2 separate regions of the Danio rerio genome follow, and region 1 is linked to region 2. A link is a contact called in public HiCAR-type data. All regions are on one chromosome and are shown on one strand. Each heading gives the region's core, a stretch centred on a gene start, on an enhancer-like site or on the middle of the called end of the contact. The rest is flanking DNA. Distances are from core to core; before and after follow the strand shown.

Region 1 (7,033 bases), core at 4,064-6,563, 170 kb after region 2:
CTCAGCCCTTGGAACGACCCCTCGTTCCTACAGGCCGGTGTGCCTCTAGGACAGGCGTCCAGCCATGTTGTTGTTTCAACAGACGCTTCCAACACGGGTTGGGGGGCCGTGTGTCGCGGGCATGCGGCTGCGGGCCTGTGGAAGGGTGCCCAGCTGCATTGGCATATCAATCGCCTAGAGCTGTTGGCAGTGTTCCTCGCTCTCCACCGCTTTTTACCGGTGCTGGAGCGGCAACACGTGCTGGTCAGGACGGACAGTATGGCGGCGGCGGCGTATATCAACCGCATGGGGGGTATGCGCTCTCGCCTCATGTCTGCTCCTCTGGAGCCATCCGCGGCTGAAATCGCTGCGCGCCATTCACGTTCCAGGCACACTCAACCGTGCAGCCGATGCGCTCTCACGGCAGCTGTTAAGCCCTGGAAAATGGAGACTCCAGTCTGTCCAGCTGATATGGGCGCGATTCAGGGAGGCCCAAATCGATCTGTTTGCTTCCCCCGAGAACGCTCATTGCCAGTTGTTTTTTTCCCTGACCGAGGGCTCTCTCGGCACGGATGCACTGGCCCACAGATGGCCTCGGGGCATGCGCAAATATGCGTTTCCCCCAGTGAGCCTGCTCGCGCAGTTTCTGTGCAAGGTCAGGAAGGACGAGGAACAGGTGCTGCTAGTTGCGCCCCTTTGGCCCAACCGGACTTGGATATCAGAGCTCTCACTCCTCGCGACGGCCCTCCCCTGGCGGATCCCTTTGAGAGAGGACCTACTCTCTCAGGGACAGGGCACCATCTGGCACCCTCGCCCCGATCTTTGGAACCTCCACGTGTGGTCCCTAGACGCGAGGAAGACGTAGGTAACCTACCGACTGCGGTGGTTAATACCATCACTCAGGCTAGAGCCCCCTCCACGAGGCGCGCCTACGCCCTGAAGTGGAGTCTATTCACTGAATGGTGCGTCTCTCGCAGAGAAGACCCCCGAAATTGCCAGATTAGTGTTGTGCTCTCTTTCCTTCAAGAGAAGTTGGACAGCAGGCTGTCGCCCTCCACTCGCGGTTTACGTGGCCGCCATCTCCGCTTATCATAGCGCGGTAGCTGGCGGCACCGTGGGAAAGCATAACCTGGTCATCCAGTTCCTTAGGGGTGCTAGGCGAATTAATCCATCTCGCCCCCCTCTCATGCCCTCTTGGGATCTCGCCCTCGTTCTCACGAGTCTGCGATCCGATCCCTTTGAGCCACTCGAATCAGTATCTCTAAGATTTCTGTCCCTGAAGACAGCTCTGCTGGTTGCGTTGGCCTCCATCAAGAGGGTCGGGGACCTGGAGGCATTTTCGGTCAGTGACTCGTGCCTGAAATTCGGGCCGGATTACTCTCACGTCATCCTGAGACCCCGCCCCGGTTATGTGCCCAAGGTTCCTACCACCCCCTTTAGAGATCAGGTAGTGAACCTGCAAGCGCTGCCCCCGGAGGAGGCAGACCCAGCCCTTTCTTTACTTTGTCCAGTTTGCGCTCTGCGCATTTATGTGTACCGTACTCAGAATTTTAGATCATCTGAGCAGCTCTTTGTCTGTTATGGCGGTCGGCAGCAGGGAAGTGCTGTATCGAAACAAAGATTATCCCACTGGATTGTGGATGCCATTTCACTCGCTTATTCGAGTCGAGGTCAGCCGTGTCCCCCGGGAGTACGTGCACACTCCACTCGGAGCGTTGCATTCTCTTGGGCGCGTGCACGTGGCGCCTCTCTAACAGACATCTGTAGAGCTGCGGGCTGGGCGACACCCAACACATTTGCAAGGTTTTACAATCTGCGAGTGGAGCCGGTTTCCTCAAGGGTATTAGGTAACCCCTTGGTGATTGAGGAGACAACTCGGTAGGGTGTTGAAACACGCTTGCTGCGCCATTCTCCCTAACACGGAGGTACGTGCGCCTTTTTATCTGTCAGTAAAGTTCCCCGTCAGGTGAGCCCTGCAGATTCCTCCATGGCCCCCAGCACTGACTCAGCGGAGGAGTCACTTGCTGGCCCACTACGTTGTAGGTCTGCCCGCTGGTCAGCCCGCGTTTTGGGTATAGGTGCCTGCTATGCGTGATCCCCACTAGGCGATCCCATATGCTTATTCCGCCACGGTTAAGTCCCCCCCCTGGGCGGACCCGTGTCTTCCCTCTCCGCTAACCACTCTTCTGCTATGCGTACTCCCCCTTTTTAGGGCTAGTCCATATGTAAATTCTGCCATCTATCCCCCCCTTGGGTAACGGATGGCCTCCGCAGCGTCCTCCCTATCGGGATTGCACGCTTCCCAACGTACTGTCGTATTTCCTAGAATTATCTAGATGCTCACGACTTCCCAAAAAATATATCTAAATCCGTAAAACTTCTGTTGAAGTAGGATAAATTAGGGCCAGGGACACGTTGGAGGACCGCGCCCCCCATGATGTGGGTGCGTCACGCTTGCTTGACTATCTCCTCATCGGGGGTGTTGGTAAGGTGCAGTCATTATGGCGCTTTCCATACTTCTCCCATTTCATGGCACTGAAGTTCCCCAACCGAAGGGGAACGTTCGAGGTTACAGAAGTAACCCTTCGTTCCCCGAGGAGGGGAACGGAAGTGCCATACTCCGTCGCCATAATGACTGTCCCTTAGCTGTTTGAAAGGATCTTCAGCTTAAAAGGATAGCGTCTGCTGGCTTCAGGTGCGCTTATATGCTGGGCTAATTGCCTATGCCGCACACCTGCGCAAGCTTACGCTGCCAGTTAATTTCATTCATTGGCCCGTTCAATACTCTCCAGACAAGCGGCTTCTGATCCGAATCCTCCCATTTCATTTCATGGCACTTCCGTTCCCCTCCTCGGGGAACGAAGGGTTACTTCTGTAACCTCGAACGTTTTACTTCTGAACTTTTGAGTCACACAAAATCTGCTTTAGTCTTTGACTGAAACAAGCATTTTGAAATGAGACAATATTTTAGTGTGGCCCACTTCAGTTCACGACTGACTATATCAAAATAACATAATTTCCAATTCAGTACTTCACAGTGAAGATTTATGTAATGTAATGTTTTACAGCTAAGAATCTATTTTCTGTAATAATTAGTGCTCATAAATATCCAAATCTTGAAAAAAAGAAATATCAAATAAATAAAAATATATATTAAGCTATACGTATAAAAAAGATTCAAATTAAATGTATTGAATTTTCTAATGACACTATATCATGTCTTTTTCAAGGACACAGCTGCTTTATAACTTCAATTTTTTATTAATTTGAGAACATTAAATGGTAAATCTCCAACACTATTATTTAAAGCATCATAATGTCCTTTTCTACAATATCTGAATATAAATTCTGTGCAAAATTGTTCACAGATATCCAGTCCTTAAACACAAATAAAGAATAAAAACAAGTACTGCACTGTTATCTGCCTTAAACCACAGTATTACTTTCTAATGATCGCTTCAGCCAGATTTATTAATTTATTGAATCATCTAATTTTATTAATGGCCTCTGGGAATTTTTCATTGAGGAGGTGTAATATTCATTTGTATTAGTTATTTTAATTCTTATATTCACTTAATGACAATCCTACATGCCCATTCTAGTGTGTTGAGCTGTTTGGTGCTTGGTAACATTATGGGGCCTGGTTCTTTACTGTTAGCAGCAAACTGGACAAGAGGCTGCTGCTGTACAAGAAAAAGTTTGGTACATAAACTGTGGTTTGCAGACATCATTGCTTTGCACAGCTCCTAATTAGCTTAACGTTAACTTACGGATCGTTTCATCATCTTCGTGTGTTGTTGTGCTGCCGCTGGTTTTAACGAAAAACGTACCAGCTTTTTTTAATTCTGGCCTTTCCAGCACCATCTATGCGCTTTTTATGATCTTTTTTTCATCTTTTGCGTAACTCTTAACAAATGATTTAGCTGATGAACAAAGTGCCGCTGTTGGGGAGTCTAATGACATCATCATTAACCAACAGGCTGCATCCTGCTCATGGGGCTGCGTGAAAATAAATGTAAAAAGTGGAGCTGCGGTAAAACAATGAAGAAAAAGAGTGATACTATGGTCAAATAAATAAATTAATAAATAAAAAAGTGTGACTGCTGTGTGCAGGCAGCAAGAGACACTGGCCTTCACAGCCAAAAAATGGACCGGCCCATTGGGAATACTCCCGGTCCTCCCGATCAGCCAATCCGGGCCGCCCTTAAAGGTGCTTTGTTTCAGTCTGTGTGGACTTTGAAGGACTCACCTTGGAAGTCTACATCTTTCAGAGGATGTAGACTAATATGTTGCACATGAGATCATTGATATGCACGGCCCAAAATATTAGCATCATAATGTAATGTTTAACTCGGGATCATGTCAAGGATATTCGTTGATAATAGTTTGCATTTTAAATTTAATTTAAGCTTTAAAGTTGATAATAATAAATGCATGTTTGAATCGCTTTTAGTGTTTAACGCTATAACACTATTGCACCCTGAGACACAGCTTTTGACTTTGCTGTGACTCCTATTTTTAGAAAAAGAATCCCACAAACATGGTTTAATAGAAACTTTGATAAACTTAGAAATAAGGGAAGAAAATGATCATTGTTGTTATCTCAAATCACAGAATGGTCAAATAGTTTTTGGCCATTCATTCATTCATTCATTTTCTTTTGGCTTTCGGGTCGCCACAGCAGAATGAACTGCCAACTTATCCAGCACATGTTTTATGCAGCGGATGCCCTTCTAGCTGCAGCCGATCTCTGGGAAACATCCATACACACTCCTTCACACTCATACACTACAGACAATTTAGCCTACCCAATTCACCTGCAGCATGTCTTTTGACTCTGGGAGGAAACCCACGCGAACGCAGGGAGAACATGCAAAATCCACACGGAAACACCAACTGAACCAGCCGAGGCTCAAACCAGCGACCTTTTTGCTGTGAGGCGACAGCACTACCTACTGTGCCACTGCGTCGGTTTTTGGCAACTATTATTATTATTATTATTATTATTATTATTATTATTATTGTTGTTGTTGTTGTTGTTGTTATTATTATTATTGTCATCTTGCTTGTCTGTCAACAGTCGCATCTTAAAAACTTGGTAGTGTGTTTTATACTCTTTGCAACAAGTCGGACAAGTCGTCAAGACTGAGGTGCTAGCAAACAAGTTTAGGTTTCTGCTGTACAGTTTTATTAAATCCTAAAACTTAATTCAAAACTGTTGCAAAGCTGTAATGATAGATAATTGATGATTGGAACTAGATTAATTCAAAGGAACAATATTTTGAAGCATAGCGATCAGCGAGCGTATTTCCCTGTAACACAGGAAGTGGGAGGAATGACATTCTGCTACAGGACAAACACGAGACTGACATGATCACTACAGTGAAGCGATAGTGCTAAAAGATCAAGCTGTAGTATATTGCATGATAGTAATAAAAAATAAAAATGACCGCGCTGACGTGTAGGTTTATTAGACTTGCTGATGGTCTTTTAAGAGGAAGGCCAGTATTCGTTTTCAGATGTGGAGCAGCGCTGCAGAGGTATTTGACAAGTTATTTACATTGATACAAAATATTAGCATCATAATGTAATGTTTAACTCGGGATCATGTCAAGGATATTCGTTGATATTAGTTTGCATTTTAAATTTAGTTTAAGCTTTAAAGTTGATCGTAATAATGGTAGTAATAAATGCATATTTGAATCGCTGTGTTTAACGCTGTATACATTACATTTTATTTAGCCGTCAGTGGTCATATGTATGTATGTATGTATGTATGTATGTATGTATATATTTATATATAATGTGTGTGTGTATAACGTTGTATACATTACATTTTATTTAGCCGTCAAATGTGTGTTTATGTATGTATATATAATATAATATTTATGTATGTGGGTGTGTATATATATATATATATATATATATATATATATATATATATATATATATATATATATATATATATTGTTTGTGTGTGCATAACAGTTTTTTATCACGTTATTGACAGCGGAGCTCCTGTTATTCAATGTGTGAGGACGCATCGGTCGAACACATGGTGGGATGAGCACCTGACGGAGGATAATGCATCCTTTTTGAAGAAGTTAACTGCAGAGGAATACGATCAAATGACAAAGGACAGACTCAACCCCCTTAAGGATGAGCCCTGGCCCAGACATGAGTGGGTGGAAGGTGGGTCACTCTTCCAGGACGCTTGCTGCTTGTCTTCATAAATGTGTTGCATTTGTGTACTTCATTACATGAAACTTCAGTTTATATCAGTGATCTTAAACTTAATTCCTGAAAGTTTAGCTCTAACCACTTTCAACTCAGACTTGCTTTATAGTCTCTAGTAGTCTTGAACACCTTTATTACTTGGATTGGATCAGTTGTGTTCTAATTAGGGATTGCACAAAACTTAGCAGAGCTGTGGCCCTCCAGGAATCGAGTTTGAGACTCATGGTTTATATGATCCCATTAAATTGTAACCTGCATCTCCTCAGGGAGTCGGAGAGTTGGTCTTGTGGCCATTAAACTTGGAATGATGCCTGTGTGGAGCAAATCTGGAGAGAGACACGTTGTTACAATGCTACAGGTAATAAACACTGCACAAGTAAAAGCTATTGCAATTCAAATCTAATTGTCATATTTGCTGTGCACTTAATCCTTTCATCAAAGTTGTCCTGAAAGTAAATTTTTTTTAAACAATACACATTCTAGTTTTTGGACAGTTTTGATGACCTTTTTTTGAATCACTTTAGATGTTGACCAATGTATATTATTGTGATTAATTATATATCTTTATTCAGTGGGTATTAAAATTGGATAACAATTGATGAATGAAAAAAATGAAAAAGACAAAAAAAGTATTGTTCAAAACTTGTACCTTTTTTTCTGTTAAAAAAAACCCATAAAGGTTTTAAATAAAACAAGGATAATAACTTGGTGAGGAGGAAACTTTTGCTATACCATGCTAATAGACCAGTGTTTTTACTAAATGACTTAAGTCAGTCAAACAAAACTCTTTATTTTGTGGGAAGCACATTGACCAAAT
Region 2 (6,849 bases), core at 4,342-6,841:
AAATGTTGGGTCACATATGGACAAACCCCAACATTGTTATTTAAATGTTGAGTGTTGTATTAGTGTAGGATATGAATTTTGTTCTGTTTGGAAAATTCAAATAAATATGTTAAATGCATTGTACATATTATTCAAGTACATAAGCAAGTACCTATAAGCAAAGAAGAAATGGTTTGGTGCCTAAACAAATGTTTAGTCTGTCTCCTTTTATTGGATTCTGGATAAATCAATTGGATTCTGGATAAAATTGCTTTGAATTATTGTTATTTAGTCACATAAAATTTGTATTTACATGGTCACAATAACAAATATTATTAACATAAACTGTAAAAATTATATTTTTCTATGAACACGTTTTCATATGAAAGACGAATTAAATGATAATGTATACTGTAATTTTACATTAAAGAGACCCTATTTTGCATTATAAAAAGTCATATTTTGGTTTTGGGTGTCTCTGACAACAGGCTGATATGCATGCAAGGTAAAAAACACTTTCTTGGTCTTATAATATGCATTTATTTTTACCTAATTGTCCCAACGACTTCCATTTGATTCGTTCAGCGATTCGTTTGTTCCCTAACCCCTACTTAGCATAAAGCTGACCTGCGCTGATTGGACTGATGACCCAGTTTGTTGTGATTGGTTGACTGCGTTTAGTGCAAACAGAGAGAAATGCCCACCATGGCTCATCAACAATTTTGAAGAAGTTAGAGTGCAGAGTGTATGCGTGAACCCAACTCAGAAGTGCATTAAAGCAATGCAGTTAAACATCAGCATATTATTCTACTCTTAACGCCAACCCCAATAATAACAATGGCATACATTCAGTATTAATTCACAGTGGCAAAAGTTGAACTATTCTCAAAATTGACCGTGCCGCATGTGTGAGAACAGCTGATGGTGGCCATAGCAAAGCCAAACAGCAGAAGATCGTGAGCTCAAAAACACATTTAAATCAGTAAAGGACACAATATGTGAATAGCCCCATGAAGGTTTAACCTGAAAGATACAGTATAAGCACTGCATAATAAATAAGTGATTACAAGACGCGTGGGGCGATTACCACTTATAACACGCAATAAACATATATTTTGCAAACTTCACAAAATGAGGCAATGACTCAGAGAAAAAAGAAACTGGTCCATATGAACTATAACAGTTACTGACAAAATCCCTGTTAAAGTCTGACAAAGCTTATTCCTCTGCAGCTTATTCCTTTAATAGCAACCGGCCGGCAGCGTAGGTTATTGTATCCAAAATCAGAAAAATGACAGGAACAAACACATCACTAGGTTGGCTATACTGCGGTATTGTTGTGAAAATAAACTTTAACCCTTTATTCCCTCCAGTCGAATCTACATATGACAGTAATCGTTATCTTCACATCATGATCAGTCCCACAATCCCCCACGCTCCCCTAGCGTCTGAATGAAAAGCACTTTCATTTTTACCGGATCTGGAACTACATATTTGGTGATGTAAAGTAGCAGTGTCGATGGGTTTGAGCAAAAGATTTGAATCCAACACGATTCATTTATTCAACTCGAGTCGACTATTTATTCTGTCAGTATGCTCTTTCATTTTACTTCAGCATATGCATGTTAACATAGACTCGCTTTTAAATTAAGAAAGTAAAACCAACACCATTGTTAGGAGCTGATCATACTGAACGCGCTTTTACTTTCCAAAAACGCGAGGTGCATCACATTGCCTTTTTTGTTGGCAAGAAAAAAAAAAAAGCGAGGTGCACTTTGTATGTCACTAGGCAATGACTGAATCAGCTGCGTAATGTGTTTGAGTGTTGCTGTTGATATAATTTAAATTTTTAATTTATCGTTATATTCACAATTTGATTCATACAGCTCTGGATAACTCAAAACAGCAATCACAAGGGTCTCCTCCATCTTCAAAACTCTTTGTAGTTGTCTTGGTAACACAAACACTGATTTTTGACAAAGCCTTTGCTTTTATTTGACTGGAGAATGAAAAAGATGCAACTGATGTAACGCGCTTTTTCCGCTCAGAGTAGACTTTTTTCCATTGCGAAGTGCATGGTGCACAATGACAAAAATGGTAGGCATGCAGGGCGCATAAGCATTGCACAAAAGGCTCGCGGCCATTAGTAAACCATTTAAAAAAGGCGCCTCTCAATGCAAAAAGCGTGTTCGGCGTGATTGGACTCTTACTTGTTTTATGTTTTTCCAAGTGCTGAATCAGAGCTGAAATTCAGATATAGTTACCGACACAGGCTGTAGATGGTAAACTTCCACAACAAACTGAGCCATCTAACCAACACTTAAGCAGAGTATGCTTTTTAAAGGAGAGGTTTAGAGAAATTGGATCCTTAAACTGATGCAGATGATGTAACAATAGAGGTGATGCTGCAACGTACATTACAAGACAGGTCAATTGTTTTTGACCTTGGACAGATGTACAACTTTTAAAGCTGCTCTATAAGGTATGAAATGATGATTATCGTGCTTAAAACTAATTGATTGTGATGATTGTTCTGTCAGTATTGTTTTTTTTATTTCACTTCAGCATATGTATGTTAAAAACAGAACATGAAATATTTAAATTTCAAAACAAAAAAAATATTCTGGTAAAAATGAAACTTTTTCACAACAAAATTAAACTAAACTGTAAAAGTTGTATATACACCAAACAGAGTATGTATGTATTTGTACGACACACTTTACACTTCATGCTTTGGCTAGTAACCAAACCCATCTACATTTCCAGGTTTTATCATAATAGTGTTGACTTGGAATTAACACAATATAATGACAGGATTATTAACCAAAGTTAATACAAACTTCAACAACACCACTTCAAAACACAACAGTGTTAAAAACCGCCAGTCTATTGACTGGTTGCAATAGATCACAACCAGCTATCTATATAGACAATGTTTAAATTCTTACCATCAATATCATCATCGTGAACATTGAAATACAGGTACTCTAAGCCTCGTCCCTTCATGTACTCTTCTACACCTTGGAGTTTCGCAACCAGGGTGGTCTTACCAGACCCTACTTCACCTGTTAAAAGGTCATATTAACACAGAGATAAATATATTAAACATTTAGGAGATACATTTGGATCCTGAAAAATAAACTGGATATATGCATACTGAATTACTCACTCTCTGCTTTTACAACTACATGCAAGCATAAGCAAATAAAAACAACGGATGGACTGTACACTGTTTTTAATGTTCATAAAAGCATATTACTAATTTAACAAGATGAACTGATCCACAATGTAGATTTGAATTCAAGACCTGTAACAGATTACAAAATCTTTAATAGACATTTAGTCTATGAAATAATTATATTCTTGCAATTACTCAGTTTGTGCTGCACGCACAATATAAAAAAAATGCAATTGCAATATTTTGTTTTACTGCAATATAAATAGAATTTTGCTATTTGGAAAGATTTCATGAATTCAGATTGACTGGGGTGATCAAGTGTTTTTCTATGCAGAAATCTGCATAAAATATAATCAATATTTTTCATATGAGCAATTCAGCGTTATGGATGTGACATTTGCAGTGAAAACTCAAAACATAAATTCACAGAGAAAGTACAGTATATGTTAACATTATATTAAAACATCTGTTTATATTTTCCAAAACAAGTAACCACAGAATTACAGGATCATAAAAATATCAATATGCAATCATTTTTTATACTTTAAATGGGGGAAATAATCTTGCGTTATGGATGTGTCAAAAAAAAAAAGTCTGTGAGTTTTTTTTACACACTTTGTAAAAATTCTGTCAATTAAACTGCACAACTAAAAAGAAATTATGTTAATCAAAAGGATAAGAGCTGGCTCACTATAGAACAAAAATTATTCATTTTATTTTATTTGACATTTTTGCATTTATGAGGAAAAATGCCGTTATGGATGTGTTGTCTCTCCATTATATGTGACCGATGTAAAATTGCCACTTGTGTGACTTTGTCAATGTTTTCAAACTTTTATATTTGATTTACCAGAGACATTTTTGAGCATTTCTAAAGTACTGTAAAATACTTGTTTAAAAATTAAAAAACAAAATTGTAACAATCAAGCATGGAATAACATTGTCATCAATGTATAATAATGTTGTACAACAATATCTTAATCTTTAATAAATAATCTAGTCCTACAATGTGACAATTGCGAATATACACATTGGGATATTGATGTTCAAATGATTTATTGTTCAGACCTACTAAGAGTCAATAATAAGACTTTAGCAAAATAATGCTGAAAACAAAATATGTTACTAAAAATCAAAATGTATAATGCTATGTTTTCATTTTTGACAGGTGAAGTCTTAAATGTCCTAATCTATTATATTCAATTTAAATGAACAATTTATAAAATTAGATATTTAAATGCACACTTAATTTACCACTTTCGAGAATTTCTTCAAATACACTTCAAACACATTATGTATATTAGTATGCAAATTTGTAAAGAAAAAATACCTCACAATAATAATACAGTTTTATATTTGTATTAAATTCTTTTATCCAACAAAGTCTGTATGACAAATATGTCTGACGCCACCCATTGATACTGCAAACAAGAGCCAGTCACTGGCTGTGTTTAAAAAAACCTTGCGAGCTGCCTACATAGACAGCATTATCGTTTCTAAAAGACAACGAGACAGCACTTTCTATTCATTGCAAGCACATCTGCTTTGTTATTAGCATGTTATGTAGCAGTCTTGCATTTAGTTCTTCGGAACACTCCTATGGTGCTGTCTAGATAGGCAACACGAAAGCATTTGAGACACGTCCAGTGTCTGAGAGTGCGGATTATCTCTATTCACCCGACAGTGTATACCATATGCAAACCTTTATAACGGAATTTAATGTCACATTATAAAAATGGTAGATAAACTCAAAGGACAATGTTTTTAGAGCGAGCGGGGACTGACAGCGATGAATGTAACGTTAGACAATGACGTGTGCTCAATAACAATAAACGTGTGCTCAATAACACACTTAACGTACAATCACATCAGTGCACAGGCGGAGCAAGCGAGTTGTTACGTTCAAACCATTGCGTTTACTTAACGCTGTTATGTTGTTCAACGATAACCAGCCAGTGGATGCAAAACAATGGGATGCAGAACACACATGAAACAGCATTTTTGCGTGACAGAGGCAAGAAAAACACCCACCCATGACCACCACATTTTTTCCTGACGGCAATTTTGATCGTGAGCGCGTCGACACCTCACTCAGTATCGATGACCTGAACGCAGAGGAACATAGTGTGGCATTAGATGTTAAATCACAATGCTTTTAGAAACATGCATCAGTGAGATCATTGATTCAGGCTGGCCTGTGTACCTGCCCGGCTGGGGCAATTTGCAAGTTAGCCGCTAACAACTGTCACATGCTGCTCTGAGCCATATAAATCTGCGTTCTGACCATACACCCAAGATTGAATGGAGGATAAAATGTCCGGCTAAGCCTACCATAAATTCTGTCCATCCTCCTCCTCGGGGTTTTGGCTTTCGGAAGTGCTGTTATTTACATTTGTGCTAACCGATAGGAGTGTATTTCTGCCCGTCGTCGCCATCTTCGCAGGCTTGAGTGACACCCCTGAAAGAGCCCCGGATGTTTCGCACAGAACCGAGCGTTGCTTTTTTGCTGGGCGTGGACCATGGCGAGCCGCAATCACAGTCCCAAATCTCAGGTGAATAGAATAGAATAGAATAGAATAGAATAGAATAGAATAGAATAGAATAGAATAGAATAGAATAGAATAGAATAGAATAGAGCACTTCTAAAGAAATCTAAAAATCTTTCTAAATTGTTTCACAAAGAATTCTTTACATCTATTATCATTTTCATTGCTTAAAGGTTCTCAACAGCTTTAAAAATCAATACGTTTCAGATTCCTATTATTAAGGATTATTAAAATATTGAAATGTTATAAAAGGCTGGAAAGCGCTGGACGTCCAGGTGGGAGAGGTCACCAACTTGTGTACAGGCTGGCCCTTCAGGATCAATGCGAGGATTCGTCTGTCACTGTGGTCTTACAAGGATCAGTCTCATGCTCACCACTCCTCCATAACCATCACAGCAGTTGCTCAAAATACAGCCTAGTCAAGGATTATGAAAACCTCACATTCACATTAATGACCCAAAATTCACATTCCTTTGGCAAAGTCCCTGATTTACCAGGGGTCCCCCCAGCTGAATGAACCACCATTTACTCTGGAATATGTTTTATCCGTCAGATGCCCTTCTGGAAACACCCAAACTCAAACCACTCAAAGCAACCTTTTTAGTGTTAGGTGACGTGCATTCAACTGAGCCACCGCTCTGCCCTGAAATTAATCAAATACCACAGGCCTGTATAAGGGGGTTTGGGTTGTTCGATAGACCCACCCCTCACTGACAAAGGTCGAGAATTTGTCCCAAACATTAGCTCATTTATTCTATTTTGACTGCTATGTCATAATAAATTGTAAATATAACACATTGAAAAAAGCTTTAAGACCAAGCGGAATCCTGTGTCGGTCATTGGTACAGAACCTGGGACAACGAATTTGGCAGTTTTGGTGCCAAATTTAGTGTCTCAAATTCTGACTGAAGAAAGTTTAATGTGCTGGCCAGTTTGTAATTTGCTTTCACTGTCAGAAAAAAGGTACACAAGGGTATACAGATATCTTTTGTAAACATAACTTAAAAGAATATGTTTAAAGAAACTCATAAACATTAATTATTAAGTTCCATACAAAACAACTGATAAAACAAAACTAAACATTTATGACATTTTAATAAACATATGGTAAACATTTTCTGAAAAATACATTTTCATTATTGATAT

The links. HiCAR-type assays count read pairs that join an accessible place to other places.
Region 1: a contact with region 2 is called in a HiCAR-type map of caudal fin, with 5 times the contacts expected there. The contact joins the promoter of mrpl3 here to the promoter of dync1li1 in region 2. A contact is called at or near these places in 1 of 18 Hi-C or Micro-C datasets (an unstated tissue) and 1 of 4 datasets of contacts at active chromatin or transcription factors (caudal fin).

What each region holds. Positions count from the first base shown.
Region 1 is chr19:21,446,793-21,453,825 of GRCz12tu, forward strand. It overlaps mrpl3 (mitochondrial ribosomal protein L3), which reads left to right and starts at 5,314. Exons shown (of 11, transcript NM_200007.1): 1 at 5,314-5,519; 2 at 5,990-6,059; 3 at 6,138-6,171; 4 at 6,483-6,574. The coding sequence starts at 5,425.
Region 2 is chr19:21,278,364-21,285,212 of GRCz12tu, forward strand. dync1li1 (dynein, cytoplasmic 1, light intermediate chain 1) reads right to left here and starts at 5,592. Exons shown (of 13, transcript NM_001102428.1): 1 at 5,489-5,592; 2 at 5,189-5,262; 3 at 2,928-3,044. The coding sequence starts at 5,592.